2 separate regions of the Oryctolagus cuniculus genome follow, and region 1 is linked to region 2. The links are chromatin contacts, called in public Hi-C maps. All regions are on one chromosome and are shown on one strand. Each heading gives the region's core, a stretch centred on a gene start, on an enhancer-like site or on the middle of the called end of the contact. The rest is flanking DNA. Distances are from core to core; before and after follow the strand shown. Region 1 has its middle 330 kb from the start of DUSP4. Region 2 overlaps DUSP4 (dual specificity phosphatase 4).

What was found. Hi-C and Micro-C count contacts between places; a contact is called where the count stands out from the background.
Region 1: a Hi-C map of embryonic fibroblasts shows a contact between it and region 2, with 5 times the contacts expected there. The contact joins two enhancer-like sites. A contact is called at or near these places in 5 of 6 Hi-C or Micro-C datasets (ear pinna, embryonic fibroblasts, liver and 2 more).

What each region holds. Positions count from the first base shown.
Region 1 is chr2:79,776,295-79,781,573 of mOryCun1.1, forward strand. No RefSeq gene overlaps it. Among named protein-coding and RNA genes, the nearest start is that of DUSP4, 330 kb to the left of the region's middle. Within about 2 kb of position 3,892, at least 1 of the 8 cell types and tissues checked has an H3K27ac peak or open chromatin away from gene starts, as enhancers often do.
Region 2 is chr2:79,436,066-79,441,880 of mOryCun1.1, forward strand. It overlaps DUSP4 (dual specificity phosphatase 4), which reads right to left. Exons shown (of 4, transcript XM_002720829.5): 2 at 1,816-1,961; 3 at 675-894. Among named protein-coding and RNA genes, the nearest start is that of DUSP4, 7.4 kb to the right of the region's middle. Within about 2 kb of position 3,391, at least 1 of the 8 cell types and tissues checked has an H3K27ac peak or open chromatin away from gene starts, as enhancers often do.

The DNA.
Region 1 (5,279 bases), core at 2,642-5,141, 340 kb after region 2:
GTATTTCTGAATTTCACAAGCTTTGTTTTCGGAGGACAGGGAGCAGTCAACACTTTAATTTACTTGGGGACTAGTGAAGGGGAAAGGCTTTATTAAATAAGGAACTTGTCTTTGAAGAAAGAACCGGAGTTCAATAAATGTATTTAAATGCCTGCTGAGGACTTTTCCCCTTCTTCTTTTTAATTTAATTTATGATTTTATCAAAGTAAAGTAGTTTTAAGAAATCAGGAAACACTACAAAGCTTAAAAAGCAAATAAGCAGTTCATTACACCACCACTTTCTACTCCAGAATCATTTAATGCCCTGTTTTTCTCATCTAGAATTTATATCTGTATTTCTCAGTAATTTACTTACAGTGGTTGGCATTTTTCTTCAATTCTAGGAATTCTTTAGTGGATTCAAATAAAGACAGATTTACTTCTTCCTTTATAGTCTTTATACCTTTTATCTCTCATTCCTGGCTTACTTCATGGGTTAGGACTTCCTGAATGAAGCTGAAAGGATCTTGCCTCTTCTTGATCTTAGGGGTGGAGTATTTATTCTTACACCATGAAGCATGATGTTAATTGTAGAGCTTTGTAGACCGCTCTTTAACGGGTTGAGGAAGTTCCCCCTCTCCCAGGTTTCCTGAGTTATGTTGATGTCACTGTTTTAAATCATGAATGGGTCTTGAGTTTGGCCAATTATTGTCTGCATCTGTTGAGAAGATCATAGCGTGTTTCTGTTTCAGTCTGTTCACATGGAGATGTACATTGATCAATTCTGAACGTGAAACTAACCATCGGCCCAGGATGCATGATTCTTTTGAAGTAGTCCAGAGCTGAGTTGTTAATATTCTGAAAGAATTCTTGTATGTATGTTTCTACCATATTAGCCTTTATTTTCCTTTTCATGTAGTATCTTTGCAAGGTTTGGGAATCTGGGTTATGCTGGCCTCAAAACCCCTTGGAAGCCGGCACCGTGGCTCAATAGGCTAATCCTCCACCTTGCGGCGCCGGCACACCGGGTTCTAGTCCCGGTCGGGGCGCCGGATTCTGTCCCGGTTGCCCCTCTTCCAGGCCAGCCCTCTGCTATGGCCAGGGAGTGCAGTGGAGGATGGCCCAGGTGCTTGGGCCCTGCACCCCATGGGAGACCAGGAAAAAGCACCTGGATCCTGGCTCCTGCCATCGGATCAGCGCGGTGCGCCGGCTGCAGCGGCGGCCATTGGAGGGTGAACCAACGGCAAAGGAAGACCTTTCTCTCTCTGTCTCTCTCTCTGTCCACTCTGCCTATCAAAAATAAAAAAAAAAAAAAAAAAAAAAACCCCTTGGGGAGTATTCCTGTCTCCTCCAGTTTCTGAACGAGTTTATGTGTGACTGATACTATTTCTTCTTTAAATTATCAATTGAATTTGCCAGAAAAAGACATTTGAATCTAGAGATTTTCTTTAAGGAAGTATTTAACCATAAATCCAAGTTTTCTGATAGGTAACAGATTATATTATTTTATTTCTTCTAGTTTCCATTTTGCTAAGCTTTGGTTTTCAAGAAATTTAAAATTTTCATTGGATTAATGAATTTATTAATATAAAATTGCTCCTAATATCTTCTACCCTTTTAATATCCACAGGAACTGCAATGTTCCCTGTTTTGAATTCCTGATTTTGGTGATTTGTTTCCCTCCTTTTCTCTTAATCAGGCAATTAACATTTTATCAACTATATCAACTTCAAAAGCAACTATTTACTTTGCTGATGTTTTTCTCTATTGTCTACTCATCAATGTCAGATTTTTCTTATTACTTCCTCTTTTCTCCTTAGTTTGGACTTCATTTTTTTCTTCTTATTCTAGTTTCTTAAGGTGAAAGCATAAAAACATTGAGTTTATGCTTTCCTGAAACAAGCATTTAAAGATATAAATTTCATTCTAAACACTGCTTTAGTTATCTCACAAATTTTGTTCTGTTGTACTTCCATAACATTACAAAATACTAATTCCCCCTTTGATTTTATCATTGACTTGCTTTTTATTTAGAAGTTTATTACAACAGATTTTCTAGGCATTTATTATAGATAATACTGTGGTTAGAGAACATACTTGGAATGACTTGAATCTTTTATAGTTACCAAAGCTTTTACATGTCTCCGAATATGGTTTACATTGGTAAAATTTCCAGTGTATTTGAACATACGGTGTTCTACCATTGGGTGGAGTATTTCATAAAAATCAATTAGGCTAAGGAAAGGTGTTTGGTCCAGGAGTTAAAATGCAGTTAACACGCTGGAAACCCAAGCTAGAGTGCTTGGGCTTGAGTTCCAGCTCTTCTCCTGGTTCCAGCTTCCCACTGGTGTGGACCCTGAGAGGCACCAGGCGATGCCTCAAGTTGCTGGATTTCTGCCACCCTTGGGGGAGACCTGGGCTTCAGCCTGGCCCAGCTCTGGCCTCTATGGGCATCTGGGGAGTGAATCAGCAGACAGGAGCTGGATTTCCTGCTGGCTGGCTGTCTGTCTTTCTCTCCACCCTCCCACCCTTCTCTTTCAACTATATATATAATATATACATTTTAAAGTTATATATTTGTATACACACGTATGCATTTCAAGTCAGTTAAGTTGGTTACACCACTGTTCAAGTTTTTTCTATTATTACCAGTTTTCTGTCCTTTTGCTTATCAATTTTGAGACTCTAACTGTGAATCTGTGTATTCTTCACAGTTGTATCAGATTTTGCTTCGTGTGTATGGAAGCTATGTGATTAAGCACGTAAACATTTAGGAATGCTATTCCCTCTTAGTTCACCCTTTAATTAATTTTTTTGAGTAACTATAACATGACCGTCTTTATCCCTGGATAATATTCTTTGCTTTGAAATATATGAATATTTCATTTGATACTAATATAACTACTCGGTTTTCTTTTGATTAGTGTTAACATGGGATTATTTTCACCCTAAGTAAGTCTTTATACTTAAAATGGTCTTCTCAGTCCCCCTCCACCCAGCCATCAGCAGCTGCTGCCTTGCCTCAGAGGCTAATTCTCTCAGCTCTGCCTTCCCTTCAACTGGGGACCCGCAGGAGTCTAATCCATGGTGGCAACCCACACATTACCATTAACTGCTCAGAGAGCAGCTGGATTTTCCCTTCTACTGATGGTGGGTCTTCCCACCCCCGGTCGGCATAAATACCTTTGCTCCAACGAAGCGTTTGCTACTTTCTGCATCTCAGTTCACGTAGGTTTCCTTGGCTCCTCAGTCCTCCAATGCATGCGATAGGACTATGATTTTCTAGCTGATCTAACTTGTTTCATTGCTGGCAGATGCAATGAGCTCTCATAACTTTCTACATCCTAACCGAAGGCCAAGGTGGACTTGTTATCACAGAGGAAACCAAGTTCTCTTATTTACCCTCTGCTTGCAACATGCATATCTTCTTCTGTCCTGCCCTTCCCTACTGCTACACTGAAGTTTTGACTGAATTAATATTGCTGTTCCCAACATTTTAACTACCTAACTACTGTTCACTACTGAGCTGTCATCACTTCGTTTTACACTTTGGTGTTTCTCCTGGACTTAATGATTCGTAATAGGAACGCAGAAATTGAGCACATCAAAAGCAAGACCTCCAGATTCTCAAAGGGTCTTAGAAATTCTTTATCAGAACTGCAAAAACCTGCAGATCTTGTTGTTTTCTCCACGTACAAACACATCAAAAATTCTCCCGGTTCCAGCTCTCCGGGGGTTGGGGGGTGGTGGGGCTCTGTCCTGCTCTGTTCCGGAACAGCGCTGGACCCAAACCTAGCTGAGGCTCTGGACTTCGGCTGCCGTCAGACTCCTCTGTCTGCCTAGATTCTCGTTCTCCTTTTCTCTCGGTTCTTTCGTTTGGGTGCAGCACAGCCACGGTGGCTTCCTCAGAAATGCCGTGTGGGAGGTGACATGCGTCAGTCCTCGCATATTTGAGAATGCCGCTGCGTGACTCCTTGGCTGACTGCAGGCTTTTAATTTAGAAATCACTTCCCCTCGGAATTCTGAAGGAATGTCGCGCTGCTTTCTGGAATTGTTACAAGTGTTGCTGTGGAAAAGCCCCATGCCATGCCAAGGAGCCTTCTTCTTCTTTCCCTTGTGAAGTTTGCCCCGTCCCTCGAATCTGCCGGTTTCTGCGGCTTCGTGATGAAGCGTGCAGCTGAGCCTTCTTCCCGGGCAGGTCTCATCCAGACTCCCCAGCCCTTAAGTTCCAGGGAAGTTTTCTTTCATGCTTCCTACATTTCCTGTTTGGATTTTTTTCCCCCTTTTTGCTTTTCTATAACATAAATTTTTGGTTGTTGGGCCAACTTGTCTATTTTTGATTCCTTTTTCTATTTTGAAAAAAAATTTTAAAAAGATTTATTTATTTATTTGAAAGGCAGAGTTACAGTGAGAGAGACAGAGAGATCTTCCACCTGGTTCACTCCCTAGATGGCTCCAATAGCCAGGGCTGAGCCAGGCGGAAGCCACAAGCCTGAAACTCCATCCTGGTCTCCCATGTGGGTGTCAGGGACCCAGGCACTAGGGCCATCTTCCACTGCTTTCCCAGGTGTATTAGCAGTGAGCTGGATGGGAAGTGGAGCAGCTGGAACTTGAACTGGCACCCACTTGGGATGCCAGCATTGCAGGTGATGGCTAATCCACTGATCCACAGTGTTGACCCCAATGCCCCTCTTAAATCTCTTAGTATTTCTGATGCACTTCCTGGGAAATTTCATGTACTTTATCTTCCAAACCCTCCTTTTCTCTATCTCTTTTTAACTTTGCTATGCTACTTCTAATTAAAAAAAAAAAAAAGAGAAATGATAGCTTCGATTGTATTTTTAAATTTTATGATGTGGTATGTTCTTTCATTTCTCTGAAGATATTTTAAAATTTCTTACTCTTTTCTACTCTTTCTGTTGTTGTTCTATTAAAAAGTCTCTATTCTATTTTTCCGGTTAATTTTTTTTTTAGATTTTTATTTATTTATTTGACAGGTAGAGTTACAGTGAGAGAGAGAGACAGAGAGAAAGGTCTTCCTTTCATTGGTTCACTCCCCAAATGGCTGCAACGGCCGGAACTGCGCCGATCCGAAGCCAGGAGCCAGGTGCTTCTTCCTGGTCTCCCATGCGGGTGCAGGTGCCCAAGCACGTGGGCCATCCTCCACTGCCCTCCTGGGCCACAGCAGAGAGCTGGACTGGAAGAGGAGCAACCGGGACTAGAACCCGGCACCCATATGGGATGCTGGCACTGTAGGTGGAGGATTAACCTAGTGAGCCACGGCTCTGGGCCCCTCCGGT
Region 2 (5,815 bases), core at 2,141-4,640:
GGAGAGGAAGAAAATCCCCACGTGAGGGAGTCTACCTGTTCTAGGGTGGTTCTGCTCTGCTCTGTTTCTTAAAGATTTATTTACTTATGTGAGAGGCAGAGAGAGACATGGAGACGTACAAGTGTAGACACACACACACACACACACACACACACATCTTCCATTGGAGGCTTCACTCCCCAAATGGCCCAACAGCCAGCCCTGGGCCAGGCCCAAGCCAGGAGCCTGAACTCCTGGTCTCCCACATGAGTGGCAGAAGCCCAAATACTCTGGCCATCATCCACTGCCTTCCTGGGCACATTAGCAGCAAGCAGAGACGGGACTTGAACCAGCGCTCCGATGCCAGATGCCAGCATCCCCAGTGGCAGGTGAACCCACTGCACCACAACGCCAGCCCCTCCAGGGAGTTAACCAAAGGAAAGCACCACACTTGGGAAAATGTACGCTGCAGCCAGTCAGGTCCCATCAGACATGCAAGGGTTCCCATCTCCGGAAACAGAACCACCCAGTTCTCCCTCTGGGTCCCCATGGGGGTATCTGCCACTCCTCTTCCCAACCCCACCCAGCCGGCACAGCAGGTGCACAAGGCTGCCAGTGAGGAAGCAGTGGAGCCAGGCACAGGGTGGCTTGGTCCCTCGCACCCTCCCTGGGGGAGCCCAGGCCAGCCCACCTACCTATGTACTCGATGGCTTCCATGAACCAGGAGCTGATGTCGGTCTTGTGGTTGTCTTCCACCGGGATGCACTTGTACTGGTAGTGGCCTTCGAAGTGGTTCGGGCAGTCGGAGGAGACGTTCAGCAGGGCCGTGATGCCCAGGGCATCCAGCATGTCCCTCCGCGCAGCGTGATAGGCGCTGCCGAGGTAGAGGAAGGGCAGGATCTCCACGGGACCCCCCTGCAGCAGGAAGGAACACAGAGGCACCCCGACAACATGAGTGCAAGCCAAGGGCCTGAGGGGCTCAGGCCAGGCTGGGGGAGCGGGGTGGAGCCTGGCCCTGGGGGGCTTTCCAAGGCAGCTCTTCTAGCCCAATCCCCTCCTCCGGGAGCATGGCAGGGTTGGTGGTCCTGCGGGGTGGGGGGGCAGTTGGAGCTTTTCCCACTCTGCCAGTGGGCAGAGAAGCCAGCACAGTTCCCGTCCACCACTCCCAGGACAAGGGAAGTAGCTCAGTGCTGGCGTTGCCTTCAGAGTTTAAGCCTGCTGATCAGCAAGCCACTGCACAACAAAGACAGGCACCATCTTGACCTTAGGGACAAGAGCAAGGGTGGGGCTGGCCTGGGAGCTCCATCCAGGTCTCCCGTGTGGGTAGCAGGGACCCAACCACGTGAGCCATCCCCAGTGCCTCCCAGGCTGTGTGCTAGCAGGCAGCTGGAGTGGGGAGTGCAGCCAGGACCTGGACCAGGCACGCCGGTGCCCGTGTCTTAATCACGAGGCTGAAGGTTTTGATGACCCCCGTACAACGAGCCGGGCAGCCTGACCGCTGGGCACCGCTCCATGGCCTGTTCCTTTGAGGAAGGCTTTCTCTCTGCCTCCTATGCAGCAGGCGCCAGCGACACTGAATGTTAACGCTCAAGGCTGAGCCAGGCACATGTCTTCAGATTTGTTCTTAAATGAGGGTTAATTAGAAAGTGAAGTGAACGGACCCTAACATCACACCCCAATACTCAGGGTTCACTTCATTCTTCCCAAATTGAAGGAGTGCACTCAACGCCTTAAAAAAAAAAAAAAAAAAAACACACAGAGCTCTGCCAAGAGGCCGCTCCTGGGTCCCCACCCCGCCCTCACCCCTCACTCCTGAGCTCAGCACCCCAAGTCTACCTGGTCATGCAGGGGGGTCCCGCAGGAGCTACAGCCCAGCTCCAACGATTCCGTGGCACTCGGGGGCACCGGGGCTGGGATGGCTGCCAGGGCCTTGGTCTTGGAACAAAATTCTGGGTACTCGGAGGAAAACCTCTCATAGCCACCTGTAAAGCAGAAAGAGGTTCAGGTTAAGGGAGTCGGCTTCAGCGAAGGCTGGCTGGCTGGCTGGCTGGCGCCGCATCTGCCACTGGGTGGCGCTGTGGGCCCGGCGATGACGGCCCAGGCGCGTTTCCCCGGGGGACGCCTTGGGATTGGGATACAGAGGCAGACACACAGGCCGGCGGCAGGGGCGCCTCTGCGGAGCAGAGGGGATACTGAAGCTCGGGTAGGGCACAGCACGGTCTGTGGGCTGCCATGCGCACCGGGGCGGCCTGCACGGGCGCCGGTCACACACACACACACACACACACGCAGGCCCCCTGGCACCGGCCCTTTGGGATGCCCAGGGCAGAGCAGGCACCAGGTGCACAACCTCACCCACAGCAGCGACGTCCACACGGCCCCTGCAGACACCCGGGGCTGGGGCACGGGAGGACCCCGACCGGGCCCTCCGAGGCCCTGCCCACGTGCGGCCCCGCTTTCAGGTTTCTTTCGTTAGCCCCACAAACGAGCTTTAAAATTGTTTCTACTCATTTATATTTACTTGAAAGGCAGACACAGATGGTTGGAGAGAAATCTTCCATCTGCTGGTTCACTCCCCAAATGGCTGGCAATGGATGGGGCTGGGCCAGGCTGAAGCCGGGATCTAGAACTCCACCCGGGTCTCCCACATGGGTGGCAGAGGCCCAAGCACTGGACCTGCTGCCTCCCACGGGTGCATGAGCAGGAGGCTGAGTGGGGACTTGAACCCAGGCACTCTGGAATGTGGAAGTCCCAGGAGCTGTCTTAACTGCTGTGCTGGGTGCCCGCCGGGCCCAGCAGGGGATGGTTTTAATGCAGTAGAGCTTTTGCCGCAACTACTCTAATGAACCCATTCAAATGATGACAGTGCCAAGCTGGGGGCTGGCGCCGTGATGCAGGAACTAAGACACCACCCGTGATCCCGCCAGAGCACCAGTGCCAGTCCCGGCTCCAACCCAGCTCCCTGCTAACGCACCTGGGAAGGCAGCGGAAGATGGCCTTGATAATTGGGCCCCTGCACCCAACGTGGGAGACCCGGATGGAGTTCCAGGCTCCTGGCTTTGCCCAGGCCCAGCCTCAGCCATTGCAGCCATTTGAGGGAGTGAACCAGAAGACAGAAGCTCTCTCTCTCATCCTCTCTATCACTCTTCTTTTCAAATAACTAAATAAGCCTTTAAATAATAAATAAAGTGAAAATGCCAATTGGCTAAAGGTCCCCGCGTCGCCAGCACAGTCCTGTCTGTAGTCCAGGCCGCCATTCCCCGGGGCAGCCCACGTAGTTAGGCAAGCCCTTGCCCTGATTCCCCACCCTAAAAACAGCTCCCTCCCCGCCACCCCCCCCCCCTTCCCCAGAGAGCCACATCACAAGGCTTCCAGAAACAGGGCATCCAGCCTTCCTCCCTGTCCCCCGCGGCTCGCTCCCTCCCTCCGGATGTAACCAGACATCTCTCTGGGCACAGGCCTGCTTCCTGCTGACTCACAGCGCCCAGCCGCCCCAGGTGCCCCATGCCAGCTCCAGCCATGCTGCTGGCCTGAGCAGCCACCTCACCCCGGGGAGCACCCCTCCCTCCCATGAGGACCCCCATCGGCCCCCTTCCTTACAAAGCTGCTGACTTTGCTGCCCATAGTGGAGTGAATGGAGTATGGGGGAGGGGCGGGGGGAGGAGGCAGCAAGCGTCTGTAACTAAAGACCTGGCGTCAGGAGCATTGGTCAACACTCCCCTTCAGACAAAGGGGACCGGGAGACAGGTGCAAGTGACAAACCACCCATGGCAGGTGGATACCTGCACGCAGGCAGTCACGTGGGCTTCTGTGGGCTCCCAGGGGTTTGAACACCAGTACCCCGGCTTCTATTTATCATGTGAGCTATCAAAGTATATGTTTTTCAATAAACATCTAAGACAAGAGTGGAGCTCCCAAACAGGCAAACTGTCCCCCACCTGCAAGTAAAACCTGCCATGGCAAGCATCAGCCACCTCCAGGGCCCAGTCAATGAGCAGCAGACCCCGGAGGGAGGGGCCTGGAGCCTGCTGCTGATGGCTGACTGGGTGGGAGGCAGGACAGGTGACCTCCCGGGGTGGAGGAGAGGCCTCCTCCACGCTGATCCCAACAGAACGGACAACTAGCAAGGGTCTAGAAAAGACCCCCTTAGAAAGCAGCAGAAACAAGGTGAGCTTCCCTCCTGGCCATGGCTAAAGGAACCACAGGAAGGAAGAACCTAGAGGAGGGAGCAGGGGCCAAGGGCAGCCATCCGAGGGTTTGAGCTTCCTGGGCTGCTGCTGGCTTAAGGGTGGGGCTGTGGCTGGGTGGTCCAAGGAGCAACACCCCAGGGAGCTCCTCCCAGTGGGCCTGCAAGTCCAAGTCCACAGCCAAGTCCAAGGCAGGCACCGCCAAGTCCAAGGCACCCAGTGTGTCCTCAAGGCCAGCCCCTCGCCAGTGGTCTCTGGTCTCAGTCTGTGCTAGCAAAGGGTGTGGCCACTGTGAGAGGGACTGTGTCCCCTGTGCCAGGCTTCCACCCATGAGCCCAGCCGCGTCCTGTGGAAACGTGGGACTGAGCCGCAACAAACAGCGGACGCCACGCGTGCCCTGGAGCACAGGTTCTGCCAGGCGTGCCTGTATCCCTCTACTGGGTTGCCCTGTGAATGAAGGTGGGAGGTGGGACAAAAGATTCTAAGACTTCTCCTGTCTCTCTCCTACCCAGTGTGCTGCGGCCAGACCCAGGCCAGGCTTATCCACAACTCAGGAGAAGGAGAGCTTGTTGCCATCACATATAAGCAGGCTGAGCTCACACCGTACAAGGACAAACAGAGGCAGATCCGGGACTTGGGCAAGCACAGTCTCTCTCAAACCCCAGTTTCCCAGCCCCTCAACACTAAGGACATCACAAGGCAATGATCTTGAAGTTCCTGTGTCCTGTGGGTCTAAATGTCCAAAGACTCCTTCTCTACCGGTCAAGTTGGCCAGCAGGTGTCGAAAACGGGCATTCAGGCCGGCGCCACTAGGCTAATCCTCCGCCTGCGGCGCCGGCACCCCGGGTTCTGTCCCGGTTGCTCCTCTTCCAGTCCAGCTCTCTCTGTGGCCCGGGAGTGCAGTGGAGGATGGCCCAAGTGCTTGGGCCCTGCACCCGCATGGGAGACCAGGAGGAAGCACCTGGCTCCTGGCGGCCCTTTGGAGGGGGTGAACCAACAGAAAGAAGACCTTTCTCTCTGTCTCTCTCTCTCACTGTCTAACTCTGCCTGTGCAAAAAAAAAAAAAAAAAAAAAAACCAAAAAAAAAAACAAAAAACGGGCATTCGTGTCTTCTGAATAAAATATCCCAACACACATGCCAATGAATGTTCATCTGTTTGTTTCTATGCCCTATTGAATGCAATTCCAGAAAAAACCACTTGGACTAATTCTGACCAGTCTTTCCCAAGTCCTTATTTACAAATGTACTCCTTATTTTGAAACCTCTCATTTTCTCAGATGAATTTTAAAACTCGAAAGTCTAGGAGAAAAAAAAATAATAGGAGTACGATTTTCACCCAACTGCTCACTCCTGTACTCACACAGCAAGCCAGTTCCCACAGGTGAGTGAGAACCGTGTCTCCCTGGCCATAGATTGTGCACTGCTGGTGGCCTCTGTCCCTGCAGGAGCAGAGATAACCGATGGGCACACAGCTCTTCATGGGATGGCCAGACTTTTCCCATGACCCTCTCTGTGCTCACAGTATCACCTGTTCTCACAGCTTCATGGCCCTGCTCCTCTGGCTCAGCAAATAAGCCTGGGGTTATTTGAAGGTCACTGCTGATTAGAACTTGCCTTTTGCGGGTACTGACCTGGTTAGCAGCCGCGG